2 separate regions of the Cyprinus carpio genome follow, and region 1 is linked to region 2. Evidence: chromatin contacts called from public Hi-C data. All regions are on one chromosome and are shown on one strand. Each heading gives the region's core, a stretch centred on a gene start, on an enhancer-like site or on the middle of the called end of the contact. The rest is flanking DNA. Distances are from core to core; before and after follow the strand shown. Region 1 holds the start of LOC109050527 (peroxisome proliferator-activated receptor alpha). Region 2 overlaps LOC122135525 (a long non-coding RNA gene).

Evidence for each region. Hi-C and Micro-C count contacts between places; a contact is called where the count stands out from the background.
Region 1: a contact with region 2 is called in a Hi-C map of red blood cells, with 6 times the contacts expected there. The contact joins the promoter of LOC109050527 here to the enhancer-like site in region 2. A contact is called at or near these places in 2 of 8 Hi-C or Micro-C datasets (red blood cells and skeletal muscle).

Annotation. Positions count from the first base shown.
Region 1 is chrA25:1,778,149-1,782,259 of ASM1834038v1, forward strand. It overlaps LOC109050527 (peroxisome proliferator-activated receptor alpha), which reads left to right and starts at 2,317. Exons shown (of 8, transcript XM_042714987.1): 1 at 2,317-2,526.
Region 2 is chrA25:1,742,723-1,746,917 of ASM1834038v1, forward strand. The region is part of intron 1 of LOC122135525 (a long non-coding RNA gene); the gene reads left to right. Among protein-coding and RNA genes, the nearest start is that of LOC122135525, 14 kb to the left of the region's middle. Within about 2 kb of position 2,294, at least 1 of the 8 cell types and tissues checked has an H3K27ac peak or open chromatin away from gene starts, as enhancers often do. A contact at or near this core is called in skeletal muscle, where this site is marked.

The DNA.
Region 1 (4,111 bases), core at 1,067-3,566, 35 kb after region 2:
GAGTTGTCCAGTTTTCCTGCCCCAGCACTCAGCGCTACACGAAGAGGACCTCACCTTCACTGCTCTGTTGAAATCTGCCACATCTCCTCCCGTCCACTTGCCCCCTGGGCAATATTAGTGCAAGCCCAAAATTTATGTCTGAAAGATTTCACAACATAAGCCCTGTGTCTTTCCTCAAAGTGCTTTTGCAATAGAAAGAGTTTTTAAGTTGGATGAGACACAGCTGTCTGCCAACCTGCCGCCTTGCCTCATCTCAAGATGTGTTTTATTATAATAGAAAAAGAATGTAAAAAAGGCACAATAAAAACTTGTTAATTGGTTAACTGTTTTATTTATATATATACAGAGATATGTACAGGATTTTATAACCTAAGTAGGTCTATATAACAACATTATAATGTTTAATTATATTTACAACTATGTTTTTGGGCTACTGTATTAAACACTATTGAGAAGTAAAATGATAATTGGTTAAAATTTATATTACCACATCATATATATATATATATATATGATATATCTATATATAGATAATATATATATATATTATATATATATATATATATATATATAATATATATATATATACAGTAGTTACAACAATATTACACATATACGTTTTACAGTAAAAAAAATTCTAGAATGTTTTATGATTAAAAATTATATAATTATAAATATATTTATTTTTAATTTTTATTTATTTATAATTATTATATGTTATTAATTATAATTATTTATAATATTTTATAGGGCAAGTAGTAGGTACCTCCCAATTTATTTATTCATAATTATTATATTTTATTAATTATAATTATTTTGAATTATTTTAAAGGTATAGTAGTTCTGTGGAGTTGTAATATTTATAAAAAATATTTAAATAATAATTGTGTTAAATGGTTTAATTTATTGATTATATTTTAAGTTTATTTATTGATTTAAGTATAAGTTACCTTATAATATGCTAATGTGTAATATATATATAGTAAACAATACATACAATTGTTTTGTAATTTGTTTTTTGTATGATTTATTTTTTATTTTGATAATGTTTAACATAATTACATTATTTATAATAAAAATATATTATGTATATTATAGGATAAGTTTAAAAAAAATATATAGAATGATATTACATATATAAGGCATTATAGATCCCAAGTCGGTTTGTGTCAACAGGTGCTTAGTATTATTTCCCCATGATACATACATATACAGGATTATATATCCCAAGTCGGTGTAACATTATAGTATTTCATGATACATACAGACTGTGTAAAATACTCACCGAACACATTGTAAATGTTTTTGTGTTGTCTGTTTGTGCGCAGGTCTGCTGGTGTGTCTTGGTGTGATTTGGTTTGGTGTGATTAGGTCTGGTGCCTGTTTTATTCTTTATATCTTTTATAGCTCAAGGCATGCCATGTTCTGTCTGTCTTAATATGCAGACTCTCTGGACTGCTGTAAGAATGCAAAAGCTGCACTGAAATGCATCAAAATGGCATGGACATTTTCACTTCTCTGAAGTTAAAGCAGTGCAACAATTTCATGACATTGTTAATAATTAGAAATAGAACATGAGAAAAATTGCTAAACTGTGAATGTGGTTGTGTTTGTGTTAGTTTGGAAAAAATGTAATGATAAAATAATTAAAATATATATATATATTTTTGCATAATGTATCTTATTTTTAGTACAGTTAATTTTTGTGTTGTTTTGTTTAATAATGTGATTTTTTTTTGTAATTCGCAACACACACACGTACACATGAAGTGTTGGATGTAATGCATTCTTAAGTGATTAATTACTGTAATTAATTAGGCCTTCTTTTCCCTTGAAAAAGTAAAGTAAGGGATTACTCTTATTTTTTTCTGTTATTTTAATTAGCTACTTCTGATATAATTGCATTGAACATATAAAAGAATAGTGAATTTGACAACAAAATTTTATTTGAACATCTCCCTTTAAATATAGCCTAGTTCAAGATTTATGTAATTTCCATATAATACATACATAAAAAATGAAAAATGTTCGGAATTGTGTTTTTTATATTGCATTTTCTATAGGCTTTTTAATATTTGCATTGCATTACAATCATCATTGTTTTTTTTTGTTGTTTTTTTTGTTGTTTTTTTTTTCTGTGTGTGTTTTTTGTGTGTGTTTTTGATATAGGGTGTTGTGTGTGTAGTGTGTGTGCTGTGTATTTTTGTATGTCCCCTGACAATCTCCTCTCTTCACAAGCTGGGGCGTCCTGCGCTCTGATTGGCCGAGCGCTGAGGTGTGTCGGGGGGTGTGTTCGTGCGTCCGCGTGATCGCCTGTGCGTCATGACGTCGTTTCCGGGCGGCGCTCGAGTGCAGCGGCTGTAGTTTGACAGCGGCAGAGTTGCGACGCGCGTCAGCGGAGATTATTTTTTTATAGAAATGATATAAATGCTGTTCCGCTGCAATGATCGCGCTGACAGCACCGCCTTCGGCTCACTGACGCCCCGAGACGCGATGTTTGACGAGCGCTGGCTGCCGCAGTTAAAGGTGACTCGGTGTCTGTGTTGTTGTGTGAAGTGAAGATCCTGCACTCCTTCTTACTGCTCGATTCTATTCTATTCTATTCTATTCTATTCTATTCTAGTCTAGTCTAGTCTAGTCTAGTCTAGTTTAGTCTAGCCCATGTCTCTTCTGTTCTGTTCTGTTCTAGTCTATTTTATTCTGTTTTATTCTGTTCTAGTCTATTTTCTTCTGTTCTGTTCTATTGTAGTCTAGTCTTTTCTACTCTGTTGTTCTTTTCTATTCTAGTCTATTTTATTCTGTTCTATTGTAGTCTATTTTATTATGTTCTGTTCTATTCTAGTCTATTTTATTATGTTCTGTTCTAAACTATTCTATTTTATTATGTTCTGTTCTATTCTAGTCTATTTTATTCGGTTCTGTTCTATTCTAGTCTATTTTATTATGTTCTGTTCTATTCTAGTCTATTTTATTTGGTTCTGTTCTATTGTAGTCTAGTCTTTTCTACTCTGTTGTTATGTTCTATTCTAGTCTATTTTATTCTGTTCTATTCTAGTCTATTTTATTCTGTTCTGTTCTATTGTAGTCTATTTTATTCTGTTCTATTCTGTTCTAGTCTATTTTATTCTGTTCTGTTCTATTCTAGTCTATTTTGTTCTGTTCTGTTCTATTGTAGTCTATTTTATTCTGTTCTATTCTGTTCTAGTCTATTTTGTTCTGTTCTGTTCTATTCTAGTCTTTTCTACTCTGTTGTTCTGTTCTATTCTAGTCTGTTTTATTCTATTCTGTTCTATTGTAGTCTAGTCTTTTCTACTCTGTTCTGTTCTATTCTAGTCAGTCGTGTTGTTCTTTTCTGCTTTTTTATTCTACTCTGTCTACTGTTTATTTTCTATTATAGTTTGCTCTATTACTCCGTATTTGTGTTTTAATCGAATCATTTAGATGCATTTTCTAATATTTATTGTTAATATTTTGTTAATATATCAGTAACAATAATAATAAGTTTTTCAATTTCTTTACTTAAATGTAACACTGTTACTGTAAATTTGCGTTAATTATTATTATTAGTTTTAATATTATATATATGTTTTTTATATGTTTTTTATTAAAACAAATTTATAATAATAAAAGAAAAATACATAAAATTAATCAAATATAATATATTATAGTATATATTTTATTAATATTATATATTTTTTCTTTTATTGTTTGTTTAGTTCTTTTCATAGAATATTATCTTTTTAAATCTATTAGATGCTATTAGATTTTTAGATTTATTTATTGTTATATATTTTATTATATTAAATATCGCATTACATTTATTCATATATATTTATTAATATTATATACCACATTGTATATTATTAATATTATATAATAGATTTGTTATATTTATTATTATATGTTTATTATATTATAAATTACATTATATTTATTAATATTATATTTATTTATTTTTCTGTGTATACTATATTTATTAAATTATTTTTCCCATGTCTTTAGTCCTTGTCATAGAATATTATATTTCTGAGCAGGTGGACATGCATGATTTTTGTCCCAGTGTCATTCACGGCTGATGGTTTTCTGGTTGTGATAGTTTCAGATCATGTGG
Region 2 (4,195 bases), core at 1,044-3,543:
AAAAGTGGCCAGTTAATAAAGTATTGTCTAAATTATCATTAAGAATTATTAATATTTAATAAAAATATATTATAAATTTTTTATATTATAAAAAAAATTAAACGCATTACATTTAATATTTAAAATATTATTATTTTAATATATAATAGTATAATAACTAATGATTGTTTTTACCATTTTCAGAGAAGATTTTGTTCATAGACGTCTCAGAGACCTTTTTTTTTTCTATATTTATTTCTGGCAAAATGTCTTTCAACATCTTCTTTTAACGTTTCCAAATAGTTCCCATTGGCAACTCTAGTATTAATAATGCAGCATGTTAGAAACAACTCAGAAAATGCATAAATCTAGTTCTATTTTTCTATTTTGTAGTTTTGCCAGAGAAGAGCAGATAGCCTTGAAGTAAATCTTGTCTGTTATATTTTTGGAGACGAACATATTTTTCTGAACATGTGAGCAGCTCTGATTTACTGACAGCCAGAGCTCAGATGTGTTCCCAGTTCATCCATCAGGTGGCGCTGCTGTTTTTTTTATTTAAGAGAAGTGCTGCTGCTGATAATAAGAATAATAAGTATGTCTGAATGCACTTTTTTTTTTTTCTGATTAATAATCATATAATGTTGTTAGTTTTTTATGTTTTATTGTTTTTTGTATTTTTTATTATTGCTGAATGAGTTTGTAAATGTAATATTTAGAGGTGGACAATATGAATAAAATTACATCTTAATTTTTTTTAACTTATCAACATTTATTTATTTATTTATTTATTGTTCAGTTAAAGCAACTAGCAACCTATCAGCCATTGTTGCCAAGTAGAAGTAAAGCAGTACAGATCTATTTAAATTATGATCTGTTTAATTAATAATATTTTTGATGGTTTGTTTTTCAAGAATGAAATGCAATCATTTTCATTTATAAGTATTATATATATATTCAAACATTTTTGAGTGACAATGTTAACAATTTTTAATTAAAATCAGAGATGCAATTAAAACATTTTTATAAACCCTTACTAGGACTGTGAAAGTAGTCTAAAGCAACTGTACTTATGAAAATTAATAACAAAATAAAAAGCACATGACAAAAAAATATTTAATTTTTATAATTTATAATCATTTTAAATATATGTGAATATTCTGTAATTATTACTGTTATCTGAAACTATAAAAAAGTTGTATTTATTAAAATAAATCTGAAAAAAATATATAAATGTAAATTAAATAAATTAAATATAAATATTAGATGAAAAACTTAAACTAAAAAATAGTAATGTTGCCTTGGCAACTAACTGATAACTGAAGTAAGCACTAAAATTATTAACTGGAAATAACAAAAACTTAAAGTGAAATAAAAATAAATTAAACCTAAATAGTAATATGTGACACTGGACAACAAAACTTAAGTCGCTGGGGTATATTTGCAGCATTAGCCAAAAATACATTGAATGGGTCAAAATTATAGATTTTTCTTTTATGCCAAAAATCATTAGTATATTAAATAAAGATCATGTTCCATGAAGATATTTAGTAAATCTCCTACTGTAAATATATCAAAACTTCATTTTTGATTAGTAATATGCATTGCTAAGAACTTCATTTGAACAACTTTAAAGATGATTTTCTCAATATTTAGATTTTTTTTTTTTTTGAACTTTATTTTTGATGATTTTCAAATAGTTGTATCTCAGACAAATATTGTCCTCCTAACAAACCACACATCAATGGAGAGATTATTCATTCAGCTGATGATGATGCATAAATCTCAATTTCAAAAAATTTACACTTAAGACTGGTTTTGTGCTCCAGGGTCACATATTTAAAAACAAGAAAATCTAATAAATATTAAAATTACTAAAAATTACACTAAATAGAAAATATACAATTAAGCAGTGAACTGGACATGACCAGAGAAATATAAAGAACAGGTCCAAATGTTTCACACCAAAAATAACTTGCTCTCCTCGTATGCTGTGATTTATTCCCACAGATCAGCGAATCAGTGAATAACCACTTCAATCTGAGTCTCATCCTCAAATAAAGCTGTCATATGAATATTTTGGACACTTTAATAGTAGTTTCTTTCAGTTTTTTTTAATGCTTATGGAAGCTGTGGTCACTATAAACTGTTAAAAGCTGTGTAATAACGCCGTACAGGTTTGTGACGGACATGAGGGTGAATAAATTACATTTTTGTGTGAACTGTTCCTTTAAGAAGCCACTTAGAAATGTTTCAGTGATGATATCACAGCACTCCGACACGTTTGTAAGTGATTAAACGACTGAAATATCGGCAATCTGTATGTTTAGTTTACTGTGTTTGGCATTAGAGCAAAACAAATGCGTCGAAAGACAAACAGAAGGCGAAGGAGGAAAGGAGACGGCGGTCCTTCTTGTGTCGCAACAGTTAACTCTCAGAGCTGGACACAGCTGGGCTTTCGCCAGGCATTCTGGGACTTTTGGCTGTTTGACAAACTGCCTGCGAAGGGACCTGAAATACTTGGTTACGCTGGACGACTGTCAACTAACTCCAGCGGACAATGAGACGCACTTCAGGTCTGTTTTTAGTCCGTTCAGCTGAAAGTGTTTAATAAAAGCTCAAATCTACGTGTTTAATCCGAGGTGATGTCTATATAACTATATTTAAACTTTATCAGCCTGCATGCATATAAAAATAAATCATCTTTTCCTTATTGTGCAAGAATAAACACATTTTCAAAGCACATTTTATTTCCATAATGTGATGTATTTACTGTATTCAGCAAGCTGTGGGATGCTTGATTTAATCCTTAAAGGAACAGTTCACCCAAAAATGCAAATCTCCTGAACATTTACTCATCCTCAGGCCATTTGAGATGCAGATGAGTTTGTTTCTTCATCAGTTTTGGAGAAATTTAGTATTGCATCACTTGCTCACCAATGGATGTGAATGGGTGCCGTCAGAATGAGAGTCCAAACAGCTGATAAAGTAATCCACAGGTAATCAACAGCACTCCAGTCCATCAGTTAACATCTGGAGAAGACTCTCATTCTGACGGCACCCATTCACATGCACTGCTGAGCAAGTGATGCAATGCTACATTTCTCCAAATCTGATGAAGAAACAAACTCATCTACATCTTGGATTATCTACGAGTGAGTAAATGTTCAGGAGATTTGCATTTTTTGGGTGAACTGTTCCTTTAAGGATTAAATCAATCATCCCACAGCTTGCTGAATAAAGTAAATACATCACATTATGGAAATAAATAAAATGTGCTTTGAAAATGTGTTTATTTCTGCACAATAAGGAAAAGATGATTTATTTTTATATGCATGCAGGAAACTCATCTGCGTCTTGGATGATCTAAGAGTGAGTACATTTTGAGCAATTAAAATTTTGGGGTGAGCTATTCCTTTAAGGAACTGATGTGATGGTACAAAGTATGCATTGTCTAAAAATAAAAAGCAAGGATGTTTTTTTGAGGATTGTTGAGCAGATTGTACAGTCTTATCGCTGTGTTTGTGTCACTCTGGAACAGTTTTGTCTGTGATTTCTGTGCCGTCTTATTTCAATAGTGTTTAGGGTTTGTGTGAGTGAGTTTGGGTGATTTGCATTCAGTGCAGCCGCTAGAGTTTACAGGTCAATCCCAATTTTTTTTTTTTTTTTAAAAAGCATGTGCCAGGAGCTGATCTTTCTCTCTTTCTCACTTGTTTTTTTTATTTTTTTTTTATTATTATTATTCTATGCCTTTTTAGACACTTAATACACACATAAAAGGTCTGGAACTCATTGCATTACATAAAATATCAAAGCAAGTTACATTTATTGTACAGTAAAATGCACAAACATATTTGTCAAGCTAATCTTTTGACGGACATAAGTTTCTGAAATGCTGAAACAATACTCATGAATTTTGCAGTTTCACATTTTTGTGTCCCCAAAATGCATTTGGAGGCAAATAAAAATATCATTGTATTAAATATGTGCTTATTACAAGTCATTCATTAGAAAGATGCACAGGTACACTTTTAAAGCAAGTCATCTGATTAAAAAAAGTTTGTCTGGTGTGAAATGCTAAACCACAGTGAAAAATAATAATTCTTCCTCAGTATTTTTGTCTTGTTTTCTAGTACAAATATCTAAACATTCTTAAACCAAGAAACATTTACTTGGAGATGCTAAATAAGAAAAATGAATCAAAACTAAGTTTATTTTT